Regions from separate parts of the Mus musculus genome. Here region 1 is linked to region 2. The links are chromatin contacts, called in public HiChIP or PLAC-seq maps. All regions are on one chromosome and are shown on one strand. Each heading gives the region's core, a stretch centred on a gene start, on an enhancer-like site or on the middle of the called end of the contact. The rest is flanking DNA. Distances are from core to core; before and after follow the strand shown.

Region 1 (3,863 bases), core at 1,249-3,748, 320 kb before region 2:
GGCCTTCGGTGCTAATAAAAGTCATAGTGAAGAAAGCAATCGGATGCTGCACGGGGTTCACCTCCTGGGACGCGAGGGGCCATGAGATCCAAAAGGGGGCCCGCTGTGGCCATATACCGCTTTGCAGCATCTGAGAAGGCGGGAACATGAGTTTCCAAAATTTAATTGAAATGGGAAGATTTTATTAGTTTACCCGCAAGTGTCAATAAACACTGGTGCCCAGCAGCCAGTTCCCTGCGAGCCAGCAGCGGCGCTGTCACGAGGTTAATAACTTCCCTGCTTTATGGACAGGCGGACCCTCTCGGACTGCCTGCCGTGCAGTTTGTTTAGATGTTTTCCTGACCGTATTTTCAAAAGCTCTATCTGTTATTTATTTATTTATTTTGAACTGCTTTCCTTTTGAGCGTCTTTGCAATAATCTCTTTGAAGTCACCATAGCATGGCAACTAAACGCCAGAGTTAACAACTCCCTGGTGGTGCATTTTCTTTAAAAATCCTTGAAATGCTTATTTATTTAAAGGGACCCTCCTTTAGACAGAAGATAGGAAACATTGTTGAATAATGCTGTTTGATCGAAGGTCTGAGATAGGCAAGATTTGATTTAGTTTGCAATTAATTGGAAGGATTTTTGTCGGTGCACGTGGACTCCCACGGCTGCTGCGGTCTCCTTTGGAATTGCAAGGTGTTGCTGGTCTGTGCTCTAGAACCGGCAACTGTTTGTCGTCTCTTCCTTGCTTCCCACCTCTTCATGCCTTAAGGTTGAATGATTTCATAACGATTGAAAGCTGAGAGCTCACACATGCATAGTGTGATGCTTCGTGACAATTACATATTCCGGAGTCGCGTGGGAGATGGGTGGCTGCGCATGCCTGTTCCGGATTATTTTGATTGAGTGAATTGAGGCAGAACACCAGTCCCCGGTGCGTGGCGCCATTCCTCGCCGAGGATCATAGACTATGTAAATGTAGTACCGGAGCCGAGTAGCGTGAACTCATTGCTCTCTGCTTCTTGGCTATGGATGCCTGTGACCAGCTCCCTGTGAGCAGCTCCTGCTGCTATGATGTCTCTATCGGAGCTGATTGTGCCCTGGAACCATGAACCAGAATAACCCCTCCTCCTTTCATTTAAGCTTTCTTTGTATTTTATCACGCAACAGAAAAGGATGACAGAAAGAAACGCATATGTCAAGCTTTACCCGACCAATCAGAATTCTTGCATACGTCCCACCCGACCAATCAGAATTCTTGCATGAGTCCCAACATGGCAACAGCTGCCCAAAGCCAAGAGGTTGTTTCCTCCTGGTGATGGGCTGGGTTACCTCGTTACAGCCATCTCTCCAAATGCCAAGGGTCTAAACAAGAATGCTTTTAGCTTAAAACAAAACCCCCTCTTTTATAGAAGCCAGAAACTTAGTTACTAAGTCCATAGAGAAGGTATAAACTATGGTGACCTAGAAATTTTGGTCACCTACAAGTCCCATAGCTATCACTTATTGTAGGAACAGGACCAAAGATGGGAGGTAAGAGGCGATGGAGTCACGCGATGAATCCTGGGCATCAGACTCCAGAGATCAGCATCCGGGTACAGATCTGAGCTTATTGACCAGTGTATACGTTTATATAAAGTGTTTGACCCAAGCCCAAACCCCTAAATCCTCAGCCAATCATATCTCACCACACCATCACCATGCTCCAATGAAAGCCCTGCCTGATGAGGTAACTCAGAAGGAGCAGAGGAAGGGGAGTCCGGGAACCATCACCTGTTAGGACTTCCGTGAAGAAGGGGAAGCAGCCATCGCCCTTTTGTTCCTCAGTTCCTTTTGCTGTCTCTCTGGTGTTCCGGGAGCCATCTTAGATCTAATGCTGTGTGTGTGGCGGATCAGGTCTCTTCAAGGAGTAGCAGGAGCCTGCAGCGCCTCGCTCTGCATCCCACTTTTCCCTGACAAGGTTGACCTCCGCACCCCCCACAACTTATCCAGCGTGTCTCATTCATTTAAATGAGATAGATCCTCGGCTACCAGAAGTATCCGAGTCACACCGAGGAAAGCAAGACGCGGTTTACTCCACTCGCTGTGGGAAGTACCACAATCATCCAACAGTCCGGTGTGGCCTAACTCGGGTTCTTTGTATAGCGCTGGCATTTCTGGATATTGTAATCGTCTGTCCTCACATTCCTTGTTCTGGGCAGCAACGAAAGCCCTCTGTTCTTGGCCATAGAGGAAGGCATGTTACTGCCTTTCAGCTGCCTTGGTTTTGTCTGAGTAGCCGCTGTAATGTCAAAACTAAGCCGCATTTTACGCTTGCTAGTTGTTCTTGCATAGGGTACATGGCTGTTGTCACACACATGGAATGTAGACAGGTAATTCCTGTTGTGTGAAATATATTTTTTTAAAAAGGCAATCCACGCTACCGCTAGCATGTCACCAGAGCACAGGCCAGCCTGTTCTCAGCCCGGCCTACTCTCTGACTCAGAGCTCTGTAATCTCTCCACCCAGCTCACTAAGTTTCCATGATTGGCCACTGCCAAGCACGCCCCACACTTCCGGATTCCTGTGGCTGGCTAGGGTGACCTGCGTCCATACCTTTCTCTGGAACTCAGTTGAGTTGCCAAGTTAAGGCAAACACCACACACTCTTAGTTTAGAATCTACAGGTAACACCATCGCTGGGCACAGAAACTAGCATCTTAATTTGGTAAGCTATAAGTTATAAATCTCCTAGTGGTGCATCCCAGGGGATCTGCCACCTAAACCGGGGACCTCTTGCTACCTACATTGGCTTTGATTTTTCTCAGCCCTAATTTTAATAACGGTTCTTAAATACTTTAACCTCCCTTCTAGCCCACCACCCACCAGAGGTAGTGTAAAAGAAAGGTTATTAGGATATGGGGAAGTAGACCTGTTTACAAACTGTTCTTTGGAGCAACTCCCATCTGCATTGTCAGAAAATCAGCAGTTCTGTTCACAGAAATCAGTAGTGGCAGCTCAGACCACTGGCAAACACTTCATGAATACACCAGCAGTCCAGTTCAGTAGAGTAGGGACAGCAAACAGGAATCAGCAGTGGTGACACAGCCTAGCAGAGACAGCCAGGCCTCAGCCACATTGGCATGAGTCAGCAGGAGGGACCAGGACCACCAGGGATACCAAGAGACCTTCTTTGCTGTCTTTCTCTCAATGAAGTGAAGATTAGAGACCAAGAGATGGGGGAAAAGTTAGTGCAACAGTCTCTGTGGTGTTTTCTTTTTTTTTTTTTTCTTTTTCTGTTTTGTTTTGTTTTGTTTTGTTTTTTGAGACAGGGTTTCTCTGTGTAGCCCTGGCTGTCTTGGAACTCACTTTGTAGACCAGGCTGGCCTCAAGCTCAGAAATTCACCTGCCTCTGCCTCCCGAGTGCTGGGATTAAAGGCATGTGCCACCACGCCCGGTGTAGTGTTTTCTTTTATGCTGAAGGGTTAAGGCAGGTAAATTTGCTTAGGACTCATGAATATCCTAGCGGAGGCAATGTGTTCAGGGTTCCTACTGTAACCGAGAATTCCTGGAAAAATGCGATGCTGGCAAAAGCTGATTGTCAGTGATGTGGGGGACATTGGAATGTTGCAGGCTCAGAGTCTGATCATAATTTCCCCGAGGCTATCCTTAGCCCCCTGCTATCCATTCCTTGCCCATGTCCGCGTCTGCCTTAACATTTTGTGTTTAACAGTAAAAACCTTGGGAATATGCAAAAACCCCCATTTCCCACCAATCTGAGGGCTAAGAATGCATGCTCACAGGCAGCATCCAAGGCTCACAGGTGAGGTTGTCTGCTTGGCTGTTCCATCTCTCTGATGTTCCCACCAAGGTCTTGATTCATGCCTGTTTTTTGTTCT
Region 2 (3,914 bases), core at 560-3,059:
CCCTCTCTGGAGGACAAAGACACCCTTGACAGGTCTTCCTTAACAATAAAGCGACAAGAGTTATGGTAATCACTCCTAGAGAGTGATGTTTGCTTTCGCTGGAGGTCAGTTCAGAGCGGGGAGGTGGCAACCCGAGGCTTGGAGTGTGTGTTATACAACACACTCAGTACAAAAACCATACGCGATCTCGGGATGCTGGGCTCTTGCCTCTGAACAATGTCCCAAGTAGAGTATGAACTCCCAAACAGTGTAAGGGGTTACACTACTTCTCAAAATGAGCAGAGGCTTTGGAGTTTGATGGCGGAGATAGGAAGCCTAGATATAACAAATACCACTTCTCTCAGGGAAGAACAACAGGAGACTGAGGAGCCAAAGAACTGGGGGCCTCCTGTCCTCAGTCAACAACGCAGGGAGCTGGAGTCCCTTGCACTCCTTCACGACTGCTCCTCCAGTCTTGTCCCACCTCTGCCTCCTAGGACAGCACAGTGGAAGGGCAGGGGAGGGGCTATCGAGGCCCCACCCCTCCCTGGGGGTTTATACACGGTTACCAGTAAACTAGCTGGGAGAGGCTTATGCTACAAATCTCCTGAGGGTGGTTGCCGTGGGGGATGGGAGGGGAGATGGGGGAACATTTCTTCAGTAATACAGAATGTCTCTGTGATAACTTCCTCTCATATTCATATAAGCAACCTCCATGGAAGGCACTGAGTTACTTTAAAAAAAAAAAAAAGCTAGGAAGGGGGTCATGGGAAATGGGAGGGGACAGGAGAGGGTATTGGTGTGAATATAACCAAAATACATGACATACTTGTATAAAATGTCATGATAAAACTCATTCTTAGGCATAATACTATGCTTAAAAAGATTAAAATACAAAATATTTCCTACTTTTACAAAGCTACCACAAACAATGGGGGCTTCCCCCTTTGCGCCTCTGAACAGTTCTGTCAACTTCCCGAGCTTTATCAGCCTAGGCTGTCCCCAGCGCCCCTCCCCCCACCCCACCCCCCAAACAGCCGCTTTCTGTTCTGGGGAACTGCACCTTTGTGGTCAGAAGTGACTTAGCTGTAATTTATGGTACTCGGTGGAAAAACGCACCTATAGGTCATTCCAAATGAAGGTTGTCACCACCTGCTTAGGACTGGGAACTGTAAAAGGGACAGTCTGTCTTCCCAGCAAGAAACTCTATCTGGACTCTCACCCAGAAAGGGATTCAGGATCAAGCAAGAACATTCCCGTAGCTGAATGGCTCGCTTATGGAAGCGAGTCTCCCACAACACAGAGGAAAGGTACAGACAGCGTCTCAGAACTCAGAGAAAGCAGCCTCCAGCTCAATAACCCGTAGCCTCCACCCCCACCCCCACCCCTCCCGCAAAGCGCGGGCAGGGCGCGGCTCCTTCTTTTACAGGAAATCGTCCATTCTACAGCAGCAGGGTTTGGCTCCTGGGATTGAAACTTATGTTCTCCCATCTGGAAATAGAATATTGAAGATTCTTGAAATATTTTGAGTGTCCTAAAGAATTTTATCCTCCATTGATTACACTTAAGAGGCTGAGGTGTAATCTTAGAAATCACAAAGTGCGCCCTCACACAAAAGGCTGACTGTTTAATGTCGGACCCTACCTACTGATAAGGAGAGAGAAACGGAGTCTTTCATTTCGATCTGGTCAGGAATTTTAAAACCCAAGGAAACACACCCTTGAGGAAAGAGAGGTAGCAACCGCGTTTGCCTAACTCAGGGGAGCATGAGACTGTGGGCAATTACTCTTGTGTATCCACAGTCTCTAAATAGAACGACACCCGGAAAAGGAACTGGTTTTGGCTTGAGTACCAAGCAAGGTTTAAAAATGCAGTTTGGGGTTGGAGAGATGGCTCAGTGGTTAAAAGCACTGACTGCTCTTCCAGAGGTCCTGAGTTCAATTCCCAGCACCCACATGGTGACCCACAACTATCTCTAAAGGGATCCTATGCCCTTTCTAGGTGTGTGTCTGAAGACAGCTACAGTGTACACACATGCGTAAAATAAATAAATCTTAAAAAAAAAAAAAAAACACCCTGCAGTTTGAAGAGCTGGGGCATGGCCGTGTGTGCCTGTGATCTCAGTGTGCAGAAGGTGGAGGTGAGAAGATTGGGAGTTCAAAGTCATACTCAACTCCATAGCAAGTTCAAGCCTAGGGGATCCATGTGAGACCTTGTCTCAGACAGACAGACAGACAGACAGACAGACAGACAGAATGCATGGGTGGATGGATAGATAGATGATAGATAGACAGATAGATAATTAGGATGCATGGGTGGATGGATGGATGGAGATAGATAGATAGATAGATAGATAGATAGATAGATAGATAGATAGATAGATAGGGTGGGTAAGTGGATGGATGGATGGATAGGTAGGTAGTGGGTAGATGGATAAATAGATGGATGGATGGATAGATAGATAGATAGATAGATAGATAATAGAAAAATGAATCAATAAATGATGGTGCTATCAAGATGACTTACAGGTAAAAAAGTACTTGCTGTGAAACCTGACAAACTGAGTTCAACCCTTGAAGCCACTGCAAAAGTAGGAGAGAACAAGTCCCCAAGTTGTTCTCTGGTTTACATGAATCCTCTATGGTATACCCTTCACACACACACACACACACACACACGCGCCTTTCGTTGTTGTCTGACCTGGGGACCACTTGCCACACTCTGTCTTAACATTCTGCAATCCAGGCTATGTATGTAGCTAGCTCACTTGGTGGCATGTATGTCTAATAAGTGTGAAGCTCTGTTCTATCCCCAGCACCAGATACAGTCAGGCATAATGAGGGGCTAGAGAGATGGGTCAGTGGTGAAGTGCACTGACTATTCTTCTGAAGACCTGAGTTTGGTTCTCAGAACCCACATGGTGGCTCACAACCATCCATACCTCCAGTTCCAGAATACATAATGACCTCTTCTGATTTCCAAGGGCACTGGGCACACATGAGATACATATACATACATGAAGACAAAACACTCTTGTACAGAAAATAAAAATATATATGATTAAGTTTAGGGGGTTAAAAAAAATCAGTCATGGTGCTATAGAGCTACATCTTGGAAGGTAGGGGCAGAGAACCAAGCATTCAGACTCATCCTGGTTATATATCAGCTTTGAGGCCAGTCTGGGCAACATGAGCCTCTGGGTCAAAAAATAAACAAATAAACTTAGAATCTTCTGGAATTCCCGATCAATCAGTCAGGGTAACCTGGTGAGGTGACCAACAATCCCAGTTTGCTGAGAACTTGGGGTTTCCCTAGGTGGAGGGAATTTCAGTGCTAAAACCAGGGAAGTCCCAAGCTGACCAGAACCAGGTGGTCACCGTGTCACTTCAAGACGCAACTAGAAGCCTCAGATCCCCTTCTGCTACAGACTTGCTCATAGCCCCAGCTGATCTCCGGTCATTCTTCTTACTAGGCTGAGCCAGAGTCACATCGTAGCACCCTGTCCTCTAAATATATACTAATTAATTAGTACAGATCAATATAATAACATGTTAGTTACCATATATTAACATATGAATTCTGTGGGTTTTGTTTTGTTGTGGTTTGGGGGTTTGGTTCTGTTTTATTTTGTTTTGCTTTAAGACAGAGTTTCTCTGTGTAGCCTTAGCTGTCCTGGAACTCACTCTGTAGACCACCAGGCTGGCCTCGAACTCACAGAGATCTGCCTGCCTCTGTCTCCCCAGCGCTTGAATTAAAGACATGCCTACCACCGCTCTGCTCTTTTTCTTTTTTAAAATCTAACTTAATTTTATTAATTTAATTTATATCCAAGGTTTCACTGTGACTGGATGAAAATGCAAAGGTCTGTAATGGTGTAGTCTCAATACGTGCCAGCACAGGAGTTTCCTTCTGCCAGAATTCTCATTTTCTTTTCT

What was found. HiChIP or PLAC-seq counts read pairs in DNA pulled down with a chosen protein or histone mark.
Region 1: a contact with region 2 is called in a FOXA1 HiChIP or PLAC-seq map of pancreatic cancer cells. The contact joins two enhancer-like sites. A contact is called at or near these places in 2 of 484 Hi-C or Micro-C datasets (the G1E-ER4 cell line and forebrain), 2 of 115 datasets of contacts at active chromatin or transcription factors (embryonic stem cells and pancreatic cancer cells) and 1 of 9 other capture datasets (adipose tissue).

The regions. Positions count from the first base shown.
Region 1 is chr2:170,525,341-170,529,203 of GRCm38.p6, reverse strand. No RefSeq gene overlaps it. Among named protein-coding and RNA genes, the nearest start is that of Gm16796, 15 kb to the right of the region's middle. Within about 2 kb of position 2,498, at least 70 of the 459 cell types and tissues checked have an H3K27ac peak or open chromatin away from gene starts, as enhancers often do. A contact at or near this core is called in embryonic stem cells and pancreatic cancer cells, where this site is marked.
Region 2 is chr2:170,203,131-170,207,044 of GRCm38.p6, reverse strand. No RefSeq gene overlaps it. Among named protein-coding and RNA genes, the nearest start is that of Gm17619, 11 kb to the right of the region's middle. Within about 2 kb of position 1,809, at least 215 of the 459 cell types and tissues checked have an H3K27ac peak or open chromatin away from gene starts, as enhancers often do. A contact at or near this core is called in embryonic stem cells and pancreatic cancer cells, where this site is marked.